2 separate regions of the Sus scrofa genome follow, and region 2 is linked to region 1. A link is a contact called in public promoter capture Hi-C data. All regions are on one chromosome and are shown on one strand. The core of a region is the stretch at or near the end of the contact, and the rest is flanking DNA. Distances in the headings are between cores, read along the strand shown.

Region 1 (6,880 bases), core at 2,724-5,223:
GAACTATTTTGGTAATCATTTCATGATATATGTAAGTCAAATCATGTTGTACACCTTTAACTTATGCAGTCCTGTATGTCAATTATATCTCAATAAAACTGGAAGACAAAAACTCCCAAAAAAGAAAGTACTATAATAAAATACATTCAATAATAATAATAAAATATTATTTGAATATATTGGCTTAAATAAGACAAATATCAAATTTTATTAAATTAGTATTAAATTCTTTAAAAGGATGTCACCTGATTCTTTTTGTTTTTAATGATGGTACTAGAAAATTAAAATTTTTGTTTGTATGTGTTTCTATCGGATAATGCTGCTCTAAACCAGTTATCTCCATTTCTGACACCTCATCACTACCTTTGCAAAAATGAACTGCATGCATTTATCAGCTCTCTTAAGGAAAGGAGAGTGCTGTCTGGTATCATTCATTTATTCTGTAGATAAGGAATAAACCACTCTTTAGTGATTCAGTCAATTTTGGAGGGCCTGCTCATCCATAAGGAACTCAATTTCCTTCCCATTACAGATTTTCTTCAACTTATAATGGGGTTACTTCCCAGAAAGCCCATTTTAAGTTGAAAACTTTCTCAGTCCAAAAAAGCATTTAATACACCTCATCTATCAAATAGCACAGCTTACCCTAGCCTACCTTAAATGTGCTCTGAACACTTATGTTCGTCTATAGGTGGGCAAAATCATCTAACATGACGCCTATTTTACAATAAAAGTGTTTTATAATAAAATAAAAAATTGTCGAGTAGCTCATAATTTACTGAATACTGTACTAAACATGAAGCACAGGTTGGCTGTTGGGGTAAAGAATGGTTTTAAGTATGTTGCTTGTTTTTTTTTTTGGTTTGTTTTGTCTTTTAGGGCCACACTAGCAGGATATGGAGGTTCCCAGGCTAGGGGTCAAATTAGAGCTGTAGCCGCCGGCCTACGCCACAGCCATAGCAACATGGGATATGAGAGCTATGTCTATGACTATACCACAGCTCACGGCAACACCAGATCCTAACCCACTGAGCGAGGCCAGGGATTAAACCCATGTCCTCATGGATGCTACTCGGGTTCGTTAACCACTGAGCGACGATGGGAAGGAACTCCATGTGTTGCTTGTTTACCCTTGGGAGAGGGTGGCTGACTGGGAGCTCAGGTTCACTGCCAGTGCCCAGCATAAGAGAGTATCTTACCACACATGTATTGCTAGCCCAGGAAAAGTTCAAAATTCATAATTTGAAGTATGGTTTCTACTGAATGCATATTGCTCAGACTATCTCGTAAAGTCAAAAAAGCCTAAGTGGAACCATTATCTGTCTAGGACCATGTAAGGGTAGAAAACCTTGCTCACCTCTGTGGTTAATACGGGGATTCCTGGGTCTGGCCTCCAGACAAGGTCTTCGGTTTTCCATGTCTGAGTCACCTGATTTCCTCCACATTCACGTTACTCTCAGTTAGCTGGAAGTCTGCACAGGTCCAGAGTTATTAGTGCCCCTGAAACAGCATCTAAAAGAAAAAAAACCCAAAACACCGTCAAGTTAATCCTTCTGCCTCCCCATCTTAATTTGTTAACCAAGAAATAAGCACAGATGTTAATCTTGTGCACAAGTGTTCAACTCTGTGAATGCCCAACTATAATACAAAGAACTAAATTCAAAACTTAGAATCAAATTTCAAAGGATCAAATTCCCCCTTCCCTTTATCCTTGTACTTGGGGTTGAGGGAGTAATCATCAATTCCCATTGAAAACATCTGTTTGGTTTATGCCTTTAGGCAAGTTACTTAATCAGTTGCTAGGTTTCATTTTCCTCTCCTATAAAGCAAACAAATATTGTTGCCAGGACAGCAAGAGTACATTTTTATTAATCCTAAAATCATGTATTCATCACCCCATCCAGACTTTATATTATTCAGTACTCTATAGTTTGTAAATAATTAGTGAGCAGTTATCGCTCATCCTACTCTTTGGAACAGAGCCAAACTGATTAAGCCCTCCACTCTACTGAATCAAGAGAAAGAAATTACAAGTTCCTATAACCAGCAGCAACCTATGGGATGCTGCTTCCTCAGGACCAGCAAGAAATCTGCGGTTCTTTCCTTCTCTTTTTTTCTACCTTGATGGTTTTTGACAGTAGTTCCGTAAGAGGACAAGGAAGCCCCTTCTAAGGGAACTTCTCCATGTAACTCATACAGGTCATGTTGGCTGGAGGTAGGCAAAGAGTGGGTGACTGAGAGTCTTTAGCAAAGGGACTTTTTCGACTGCCCCCTCACTGTTTTAAAACATACATAGTTGAAAACTGTGACTAGATTTGGCAACATATGAGGAATAGCTTTTATCCTCATCAGATAAAGAAGTCCCTTTCCTGCCTGCTGGGAATATAAGGAATCCCATCCCTTATCAAACCCAGCTCTCATGGCACAGGTTCAATATTTAGAGGAGTTTTTTTTAATTACAAAAATTCTGAGGGGAAAATTCCTTCTTCCTCTTGCTAAAAGATACTAAAATAGAAACTCACAATTTTTCTGGGATAAAAGAAAGAAAAAAGAAAGGAAAGGGAGGAGCAGAGAGGAACAGGAAATGTTATACACACACACACAAAAGCAGACTGGAGTGGGTTGCTTTGGGAATCAAGGCCTAAATGAGCAGGATGAAGAAAATCAGTGATGGTCAGGCTGGCAGAGGAGTTAAATTAGAGAGGAATGTTAATCACCAGGGTGAGATGAAAGAGGTTAGAGCTGGGTTTCAGGGGGAAGTCTCCAGGGTCCTGAGAGAGTCTAAGAAAAAATGGAGGAGTCTCTGGCACCCAGGAGCCCAGTAGGTCCTGATAATGATATTTTAGGGTCAAGGGAGAGCCAGGGCTGTGTGGGGACATGAAGAAGGTGCCAAGGCAAGGCTGAAGAGGAGAGCGGCAGAGAGGTGGGGGAGAGTGGAGGAGATCTGGGGGCCTCAAGAAAAGTGTGGGGCTGAACTCAACTAGGGGTTGCTTGCTGAAGTGAGGGGGGACCTGGAAATAGGGATGGGAGCGGAGGGTGCTTCTAGAAGATGGGGGATGAGGGATGAATGAGGCGACGGGAGGATGAAGGAAGACGAAGAGGGTGCTGTGACAAAAAGTGAGAGCCGAGATGGGGGGAACAGAAAAACTAGATGAAGAGAGCGGAGGAGGGCTCTGGGGGCAGAGGAGGTGAAGGGGGCGCTGCGGGGGTACCAGGGGTGCCGAGGCGGGACAGAGACGGGTGATGGAGGCGATGGGCAATGAGGAGGGGATGGGGTGCTGAGGGGCGCTGAGGACAGGGGACAGGTACTCAAGTGGATAGAGGGGACGCTGAGAAGTGATGAGGGCTGAGAGGGGGTGACGGGTGCCGAAGAGGGTGATGGGGACGCGGGGGCTGAGGCGGCGGCGGGAGCGCTGAGGCGGGCGCCAGGGCAAAAGTGGCGACAGTGGCAGGGTGGCGCGGCCGCCGGGGACCCGGAGCAAGTGTGGGGCCAGGGCTCGGGGCAGGGGTCACTCACCCAGCTCCGATACGTCCGCACTCCACCACTGCCGCCGCGGACTGGCGCTCGGACTCGGGCCCTGGATGGTCCGCGGCCCCGCCCGGAGCCTCGCACTTTCGGTTTCCTTTCTCCCCAGACACTCGGCGGAGCTGGGGGCCGGCCCGGAGGAGGAACACGAGAAGGAGGGGCCCTGGCCCTGGCCCAGCCGGCGCCCCCGCCCTCAGGCGGGGCAGGGGCAGGCAGACGCTCGGGCGTCGCCTCAGCTCCCCCAGGCGGCGGGGCCCGTGGGCTCCGCCGGGAGCCGCTGAGGGGAGGGGACTGCAGGAGGCGGGTTAACAGCAACCAAGGCCGTCGCAAGCCTCAACGGTCCCAGAAGGAGGGGGGAGCCGGCGGACGGCTTGTTGCGTGTGAAGCGCGACATGGCGGCGAGGCCGACCAGCCCGAGTGGCCTCGTGTATGCAGAGAAGGGGCGGGGCTAGAGCGGTCTCGACCTCCAGTAGACTTGCCTCCGGCAGGGCCGCGCGGAGACTACATTTCCCAGAGGGTGCTGCGCGTCGCGGAAAGGAGGGGGAGGAAGCACTTTGACTCCAGTGCGCAGGCGTGAGAGTCTCCTCAGGCTATTTAAGCGAGGCTCGAGTGTTTCGCGTTCTTTCGCTTCTGCGGCGCTCGTCGGAACCTTTGTCTCTCTGTTCCTCTTCTGATGGCGTTCTACCCTGGGAACGTGGGTGTGCTACTCCATGTGGTGAGTGAGATAAAGGTATCTTTGTCTTTGTGTGGTTGCTTTTGCCGTCCTCTTCTTGGGTCCCCCTTGTTTTGATATAGGTCATAGGCCCACTAAGGGAGATAAATTAAAGCTGGAGAAACTCGCTCCATGTGCTCGGGCCTGTGGGTGGAGCCCGTGGCTGGTGTAAATGATGACTTTACTTTTTTCCCCATCAGATCGACAATGCTGATGTTTTTGAGTACTTGCCAGTTAATTCTGATACACTAGCCACAAAAGGCCCTGCCACGTTCTTTTTTTCCTAACTCTGGAAAGATGGCGATTGATGACCTTGCTTTGTTCGCAGGTTTGCATGATCAGAGACTGCAGGATGGATCTCGGAGAAGACGACTCCTGCTGGGCCTCTAAGGCAACCATGTATAGACATCCACAATCTTCAGTCTCCTGATCTCTGGGGTAAGCGTTTGTATTTTGGCCCGTTGTAGGAAATGCGTGTTTTAAAGAACTTTAGTTTGATAGATGACCTTGGAGAGAAAAAGGGAAGTTAAGGACAGCAAATAAGCACAAAGGTGGAGGTTACCTACGTGGGGTCCAGAAGGATGTGGTTTTGTCCTATTGGCCTTACCCAGTTACCTATGTCATCAGTCCTCGCCATGGTTTTTTTGCCCTTTTCTTCCTGCAAGATTAAGTCACCATTCCTCACATCCCTTTGCTATCAGTTGAGGAGTGGGTTAAAGATTCATGTCCAGGAGTTCCCGTCGTGGCGCAGTGGTTAACGAATCCGACTAGGAACCATGAGGTTGCGGGTTCGGTCCCTGCCCTTGCTCAGTGGGTTAATGATCTGGCGTTGCCGTGAGCTGTGGTGTAGGTTGCAGACACGGCTCGGATCCCGCGTTGCTGTGGCTCTGGCGTAGGCCGGTGGCTACAGCTCCGATTCAACCCCTAGCCTGGGAACCTCCATATGCCGCGGGAGCGGCCCAAGAAATAGCAACAACAACAACAGACAAAAAGACAAAAGACAAAAAAAAAAAAAGATTCATGTCCAGCTAGGCGTAGGTATACTCCCTATAGTAGACAAGGCCTTTGGGGATGTTAATCCCTGGAGCCCTTTAGCCAAATATTAATCAGTAGCCACGTCAAAGAATGCGTTGAAGCCCATGTTCTGCACTGACTGAGTTACTATTTTGCTTCACTAGGGCATACGGAATTCTTTGGGTCAGGGATCAGATCTGAGCTGAAGCTGCAACCTACCCCACACAACACTGGATTCTTTAACCCACTGCCAGGCTGGGGGGTCTAACGTATGTCCTGGTGCTGTAGAGAGGCCCCAGATGTACTGTGCCACGGAATTTCCAAGTGGTTAATGTGATGACTTGTCTTTTTTTTTTTTTTTTTTTGTCTTTTTGCCATTTCTTGGGCCGCTCCCATGGCATGTGGAGGTTCCCAGGCTAGGGGTCGAATCAAAGCTGTAGCTGCCAGCCTGCCCCAGAGTCACGGCAACGCCGGATTGTTAACCCACTGAACAAGGGCAGGGATCGAACCCGCAACCTCATGGTTCCTAGTCGGATTCGAAAACCACTGCCCCACGACGGGAAGTCCTGTGACGGCTTTTTTTTTTTTTTTTTTTTTTGTCTTTTTGCCATTTTCTGGGGCCGAACCCATGGCATATGGAGGTTCCCAGGCTAGGGGTCCAATCGGAGCTGTAGCCGCCTGCCCACACCAGAGCCACAGCCACGCGGGATCTGAGCCATGTCTGCGACCTGCACCACAGCTCACGGCAACGCCGGATCCTTAACCCACTGAGTGAGGCCAGGGCTCGAACCCACAACCTCATGGTTCCTAGTCGGATTCGTTAACCACTGAGCCATGACGGGAACTCCTGTGATGGCATTTTTTTTTAAAGGAAAGCCAAATAAATGTACTTTGTTGGCCTAGTTACTTTTATTACCCAGAATCTTTTACCCACGCTTGTGGCATGTGGAAGTTCCTGGGCCATGGATTGAACCTAGTTTTCGGTTTTGGTTTCTTTTTTTTTGGTTTGGTTTGGTTTGGTTTTGCTTTTTCGGGCTGCACCCATGGCATATGGAGGTTCCCATGCTAGGGGTCTAATCAGAGCTACAGCTGCCGGCCACAGCCACAGCAACACAGGATCCTTAACCCACCCACTACGTGAGGCCAGAGACCGAACCTGCAACCTCATGGTTCCTAGTTGGATTCTTTTCCGCTGTGCCACAAAGGGAACTCCGAACACATTTTCTATTGAGTCCTGAAATGCCACCTTAAGGGTGGGATTTCTTGGACCCTGTTTTCCTTGAACTCTGATCCCGAGTTCCTTGCATTGAATCATCCTGACGCAAAACCCTGCAATGACATCTCACCTCAGCACAAGCCAGCCATTTGCCCACAGCTTTGCCAAGCACACTGACCTCTCAGATGTAAACTCAAAAGGTAGGAGTGTTTGTCTTAGCTATTACTGCCAGCAGCAGCACACTAGAAGTGCTTTGAATACTACATGAAATTGCAGGTAGAGAATCAGACCAAGTCTAATTCCTGGTTCAGGGTTCTTCAGAGGCCAAGAGCTTCTTACTGGCATATATGATGACTGAACTTTTTTCCCCAACAGATCGACCATGTTGATCAAACTCTCTAAGCCAGTTTCT
Region 2 (6,195 bases), core at 2,308-4,807, 440 kb after region 1:
TTTCATTAGTACCTCTGCTTTGTTGACAGCTTCAGCATTTTCTAAACTCTGGGAAAATAGAATGATGAACAAGACATCAGGTTTCCACAAGTGTAAATTGGGCTAATCAGAGTACCTCATAGGGTTAAATAAATTACCGAGCATAATGTACCTGGAATAATGCCTAGTGCAGAATAAGTGTTCAAGAAATGTTAGAAGAGATAAAGGCCAGAAGAAGGATAAGAGAGAGAGAGAGAAAAGTTCCCTGTTTGATGGCACTTATATTCTAGAGGGGGAAATGGATGATAAACTCAGGAAGGAAGGAAAGGAGGGAGGGAGGGAAGAAGGGAAAAAAATATCTGATAGTTATAAGGGTCTCAGAAACACTCATGTTTAAGACTAGACCAGGGTTCAACTATAATAAAAAAAATTTTTTTAAATACTTGGGAGTTCCCGTCGTGGCGCAGTGGTGAACGAATCCGACTAGGAACCATGAGGTTGCGGGTTCGGTCCCTGCCCTTGCTCAGTGGGTTAAGGATCCGGCGTTGCCGTGAGCTGTGGTGTAGGTTGCAGACGCGGCTCAGATCCTGCGTTGCTATGGCTCTGGTGTAGGCTGGCGGCTGCAGCTCCGATTCAACCCCTAGCCTGGGAACCTCCATGTGCCGTGGGAACGGCCCAAAGAAATAGCAAAAAGACAAAAATAAAAAATAAAATAAAAATAAAATACTAGACCAGGGGTCGGCAGCCCACAGTGGGCCAGATCCAGACTGCCACCTGTTTTCATATGACCCAGGAGGTTTCCACATTTTTAAACGGTTGAAAAAATAAATAAAAAGAACATTTCATGACATGTGAAAATCATAAGAAATTCAAACTTCAATATCCACAGAGTTTTACTGGAACACATCCATGCCTATTTAAATCATCCATGGCTCCTTTCCCACTGCAATGGCACAGTTGAGTGGTTGCCACAGATCAGAATGCCTACAAAGCCTAAAATATTTACTGTGTGGCTCTATACAGGAAAAGTTTACTGACCCCTGCTTTAGACTGAGTGGTCAGGGAGGGCCTCCCTGAGGAGGTGACATGTAAGCTGAGACCTGAATGGCAAGAAGGAGGAAGACTGGGTTAAGAGGGCAGAGAGAACAGAGAACCAGGGCAAGAGCTTTCTTTCTAATCCAAGGCTCTGAGGGTGCTGTGGTGTCCCAGGGTGACAGCGTCCTGAGTTGGGGTCCAGAGGACAGCCTGGCACCAGAGCCTGCATGCCAGCCCCTTCTCAGCCAGGCATAGCACAGGAACCCAGAACTGCAGGTTGAAAGGCTATATTTGCCTTCCAGGGGGCAATGACAAGGGGTCCTAGATTTATTCCCAGGAGCAGGTATAGAGGGCCCGGGATTGGCCCACAGTCCCGAGAGCCACTGTTCTATGGTCTCCTACTTGCTAACAGGTTCATGAGAGCAGCAGAATCTATGGTGAAGGCCGTGGGTGGGACGGCAAGTACAATGAGGCAGCCCCTCGATGAATTCTGGGCCCCGCTTTCATCCCGACTGGCCCACAGCCTGCAGCCTGATGCAAGGAAGCCAACACCCAGCCCACAGGGGCCCGACTCCAGCCAGGTGGGGTTTTCTGGGGCTGGAAGAAGAGTAACAGCCTCCGCTTCTTGGTTCATAAATGTGGTTCAGGCTCAGAGACAACCCCGTTCTCAGTACTTTACATGCCAGTTCATTCCTGCCAAGCTCTGGGCTAAGGGAGGAAAGTAGGCTGTTAGTCCCATTTTGGACCCAGAGAAATTAAGGCAGTGACGAGCAACAGGGGGTACTGGTTAAAAACAAAGACTGTACCTGAATCCCACCCTCGATACTTGCCAGCTGTGTGACTTCGGGCAAGTGTCTGGACTTCTCTGCACCTCACCTTGTGGGCGGAGGATAGTATCTGCCTGAAAGAAATGTAAAGAATTAAGGAAACAATAGCCCAGCACCACACCCACAGGAAGAACATCCATTTTCTCAATTAGATTTGACAACAGTCTTAAGAGGTCTTAGCGCAGCAGGGGAGTCCAGCTTTGAGCCAAACAGCTCTCTTCTCCACCCAGTTCCTCAAGGGCCAAAACCCTGACATCATCCCTGACTCCCCTCTTTCTTTTAGGTGACACAGTCCTTCAGCCAATCCTGCCTTCAATATCTACCCATAGTCCAACCATTCCTGCCATATCCATGCTGTCACCTTGATTCAAAGTGCCATCAGCCCTCACCTGGATAACTGGTTTCCATTCTTGCCCGTCCACTCCGCCACCCCCCCACCCCCAGCTTTCCACAGTACTCCTCTTTTCAAAAACTTTCTGTTTCCTAACACTTCTGGAATTGACTAACTTTTTACTTATTCAAGGATCATTTGTTCTTGAGTATTTACTACGTGCCAGGTATTGTTCTCAGCACTGGAGATAAACAGAGAACAAATGCCTCCGCATTCCCAAGTTTACATTCTCGCCGAGAGAAGAGACTATAGGAATACATGAGTAAAATATACAATATGCTCACTGTTATGGAGGAAAATAACACAGAGCAGGGGAGAGGGTTTCGATTTTAGATAGGATGGTCAGGGAAGGCATAACGGACAAGGAAAGGATAAACCGAAAGCCTGAAAGTGGGAAAAGTGGGAACCAAGGGGAAACCTAGGAGCCGAGTATTCTAGAATAAGGGCTCAGCTAGTGCAGAGGTGGAAGCGTTCCCGGTCTCAGGTATTCCAAGGAAGGCACTGTGACTACAGTGGAGAGTGTGCACCTCAGAAGGTAGAGGTGATACGGTTGGGTCCTGTAGGTTCTCCAAAATTTTTCCCCTCTGATTAAGACTGGAAGCCAGTATAGGCTTTGAGCAGCAGAGTGACTGGGAAGTTTAAAAGGATCACTGGGACAGCTGTGTGGAAAAGCTGAAGGAATAAGGGCAGATAGGAAGCTATCAAAGCTGTTGAGATGTGATGGTTTCAACCAGGAAGGGAGGTACCAACTCCCCTGATGGGGTCCTTCCTATCCCTCCAACCTCACCTTGTTCCTTCCTGTATCCCCACCCCTACAGACCACTGCCAGACACAAATAGGCGTCTAATGAGCATCTGCTGACACAGGGAAAAAATAATGAATGATCCATCTCTAGGTCATTATCATCTGCTTTAAGGATAGGCGTAGAGTGAGAACTCAACGTTGACAGAAGGATATTGCACAATCCTGCACAAACACAAGTGGCTAGTTCTCTTTACGGCTGGGGAAAACAGATTGGGTAAGTATACCCCTGGGGTCCCTCTACGTTAGAAGCTTCCTTCCCAATTTTAGCATGGTGAAGCCCTGGCACTGGATGGAAAGAACTTGCTCTTAGGGTGAGTCACAGTGACCTCACAGGTCAAACGTCCCCCAAACGTCCCTACCCTGTGGAAGGGCAAAGCCGGAACCTCGTGAGGCCCCAGGGTCAAGAGACGGAGGCCGGACACACATCCTGAAAGTTCCCACAGATTTCGCCCCCGCCCCCCACGAGTCTCCTCCCACCCTCGGGCCATAGAGACGAAGGGACAGAAATGCCGCCCTCGCGCAGCCGAGACCCCGCCCCCCGCTCGTCGACCCGCCCGCGCCTCCAGCGGAAGCCGGAAGCACAAGCGGGCCCGCTAGCCCCGCGGCTCCGAACTCGGTGGTCTCGGAGGCTCGGCCGGATGGGGGAGAAGATGGCGGAAGAGGAGTGAGTGGGCTTTTCCCGGGCGGCGGAGGCGGCAGGGCTGGGCCCCATCGGGTGACGGCGAGCACCTCAGGCCGCCCTCCGGCCCCCGAAGGCGGAGCTCCTTGTGCTGGTTGGCCAGGACTGACCGTGCCGGCCCCTGCGAGGAGGGCGGGAGGGACGGGCCTGGGCCCTGCAGCCTCCTTGAGGTTGGACCCTCGGGCTGGGGATCGGCTGCCCAGCGTAGGTCTCGAAAGCCGTCTTGCGCAAACTGCAACCCAAATTTCACTTTCCCAGTTTTCGGTCATCTGATTTCGCAGCGCTCCGCCGCCTCCAGAAAGTCACCCACGCGCTCCCCATAAGTAGCCAGCCGCCTCCTCCATTGTAACGATCATTTTTCATATGTTTCTTTTCACTGAATCTTATCTGTTCATTAACTAGCCATCTAATCTTTTGCGGCCCCTGGTCTCATGGTAGTGACGGAGGCCGACCAGGAGCGGCTCTCAGAGAGCTTCCGTGTTAGTGGGGAAAAAAGACCATAAATAGCATGCTTTCAGTGCTCTGAAAGAAACGCAGTGGCATTAGGGTGCAGGGGGCTTCTCAGAAAGAGGTGGTGTGCCAGATGAAACCTTTATGACCAGAAGGAGGGGTGGGAGAGGAACAAGCAGGTGCAAAAACCTAGAATCTAGAAAGAACTGAGTGCCTTTTTGAGGGACGAAGGCAGGATGGCAGGAGTGTAGTGAGCAGGGGGGCTAGCTGTACAAGATGAGGTAAAGGGAGTGGGGTTATCTGTCCTCCAGGTACTTCTGGAGAAGGACCACTCTTAGTCCATCTACCCACCTGCCAGGCACAGTCTATTGCAGGTTATAGATGCCCTATCTATGTTTGTGGAATGAGTATGTAAAAAGTAACAAGGAATCAACCAGTGGTTGAAATTTGACTTCCTCACCTGACAACATTTCATGTATGTCTTTTGGCCTGGTGGTCATTTTATTTAGTCAGCTTACTTCGGCATATGGAAGTTCACAGCAACACCAGATATGGGCTGCATCTGCAATCTACACCACAGCTCATGGCGACGCCAGATCCTTAACCCAGTGATCGAGGCCAGGGATCAACCTGTGTCCCCGTGGGTACTAGTCAGGTTCGTTGCTGCTGAGCCAGGATGCGAACTCTGTAGTCAGCTTACTTGTTGATCATCTTCTCTGTCCCAGACACTAAACTGGGCCTCAGCAGCACAAAGCAAAAGAGGTCATATGGCCCAGTGATTTCCAGTTTGGTTTCAGAGCTTGTTTCTGCCGATAACAGTGATATTTGCCAAGTTATATGTTTCAGAGCCTGCTATTCATGAGTGAAAGAGAGAAAGTAGTAGTACCCTACCTCAGACTTGTTATGCCTATTAAGTAGGTTATGTTAAGTAGATTGTGTGTTATCTGGCCCCTGGAATAAAACATTAGTTGTTCTGGAGTTCCCGTTGTGGCTCAGTGGTTAACGAATCCGACTAGGAACTATGAGGTTGCGGGTTTGATCCCTGACCTCGTTTAGTGGGTTAAGGATCTGGCGTTGCCGTGAGCTGTGGTGTAGGTTGCAGATGCGGCTTGGACCTGGCATTGCTGTGGCTCTGGTGTGGGCCGGCAGCTGTAGCTCCGATTAGACCCCTAGGCTGGGAACTTCCATATGCCGCAGATGCGGCCCTAGAAAAGACAAAAAAAAAACAAAAACAAAAACCCTGAGCATTAGTTGTTCTAATCACAATTACCATGATTGTTGTGTCAGTGTTGGGCTAGTTTACAGTCCCAGCACAATGTGAGATAACTGTGAGGAACACGGGGGTGGGGTGGAGTGGGATATTGCAGAGGGGCTTACACGTGGGCCTCTTGAACTCAGAGGAGGGTTGTGTAAAGTAGCGTGGGACATTCTGACCAGATCAGCAACTGGGCAGATTCAGGTGGTTTCTTCAGTTTGTAAGGGGTGGCGGGGGAATCCCAGGGAAAGAATGTCCACTGGAGAAATAAAATACGTAAACAGTAATGGGCTTCGGACTGTCACCGGATTCTAGTTTGCTTCCACTTAAATCCCCCGTTAAGTGCAAAGAGCAGGCAGCATTTTGTTTCTACACCCGCCCTGATTCCCCTTTCTCTCTGTCCTGTGGCTCTGTCAGAGCCCCTGAGGCTGCTGGTACCTTGCTGCTGTGGCAGGCAGGGATTTTCCTAATCATTTTCCCTCCAAGGCCTTCCTGTTGGTTGCAAGACTTGTGAGTCCCATAAAGCTCTGTGCCCCATTCTCTTTCTGGTTTGTGCGTGCATTGATCCTGTGGGGCCCTTGTCCCTTGTCTAATTCTGCTGCTTTTTATGTTCTCCAACAGGTTCCCCAATACAACTCACGAAGGTTTCAATGTCACCCTTCACACCACCCCAGTTGTCACTACGAAACTGGTGCTCCCGACCCCTGCCAAGCCCATCCTCCCCGTGCAGACAGGGGAACAGGCTCAGCAGGAGGAGCAGTCGAGCGGCATGACC

Evidence for each region. Promoter capture Hi-C pulls out the DNA fragments that hold promoters and counts their contacts.
Region 2: a contact with region 1 is called in a promoter capture Hi-C map of liver, with 2.9 times the contacts expected there. The contact joins the promoter of SLC9A8 here to the promoter of ZNFX1 in region 1. A contact is called at or near these places in 1 of 5 promoter capture datasets (liver) and 1 of 2 datasets of contacts at active chromatin or transcription factors (alveolar macrophages).

The regions. Positions count from the first base shown.
Region 1 is chr17:50,954,749-50,961,628 of Sscrofa11.1, forward strand. ZNFX1 (NFX1-type zinc finger-containing protein 1) reads right to left here and starts at 3,974. Exons shown (of 14, transcript XM_021077518.1): 1 at 3,518-3,974; 2 at 1,358-1,512. The coding sequence starts at 1,445. It overlaps LOC100627868 (a long non-coding RNA gene), which reads left to right and starts at 4,093. Exons shown (of 5, transcript XR_300503.3): 1 at 4,093-4,241; 2 at 4,567-4,676. It overlaps LOC106506050 (a long non-coding RNA gene), which reads right to left. Exons shown (of 3, transcript XR_002339902.1): 3 at 4,653-4,744.
Region 2 is chr17:51,397,947-51,404,141 of Sscrofa11.1, forward strand. SLC9A8 (sodium/hydrogen exchanger 8) reads left to right here and starts at 3,558. Exons shown (of 17, transcript XR_002340027.1): 1 at 3,558-3,700; 2 at 6,042-6,195. LOC106506057 (a long non-coding RNA gene) reads right to left here and starts at 3,513. Exons shown (of 3, transcript XR_001301039.2): 1 at 3,396-3,513; 2 at 1,821-1,915; 3 at 662-1,722.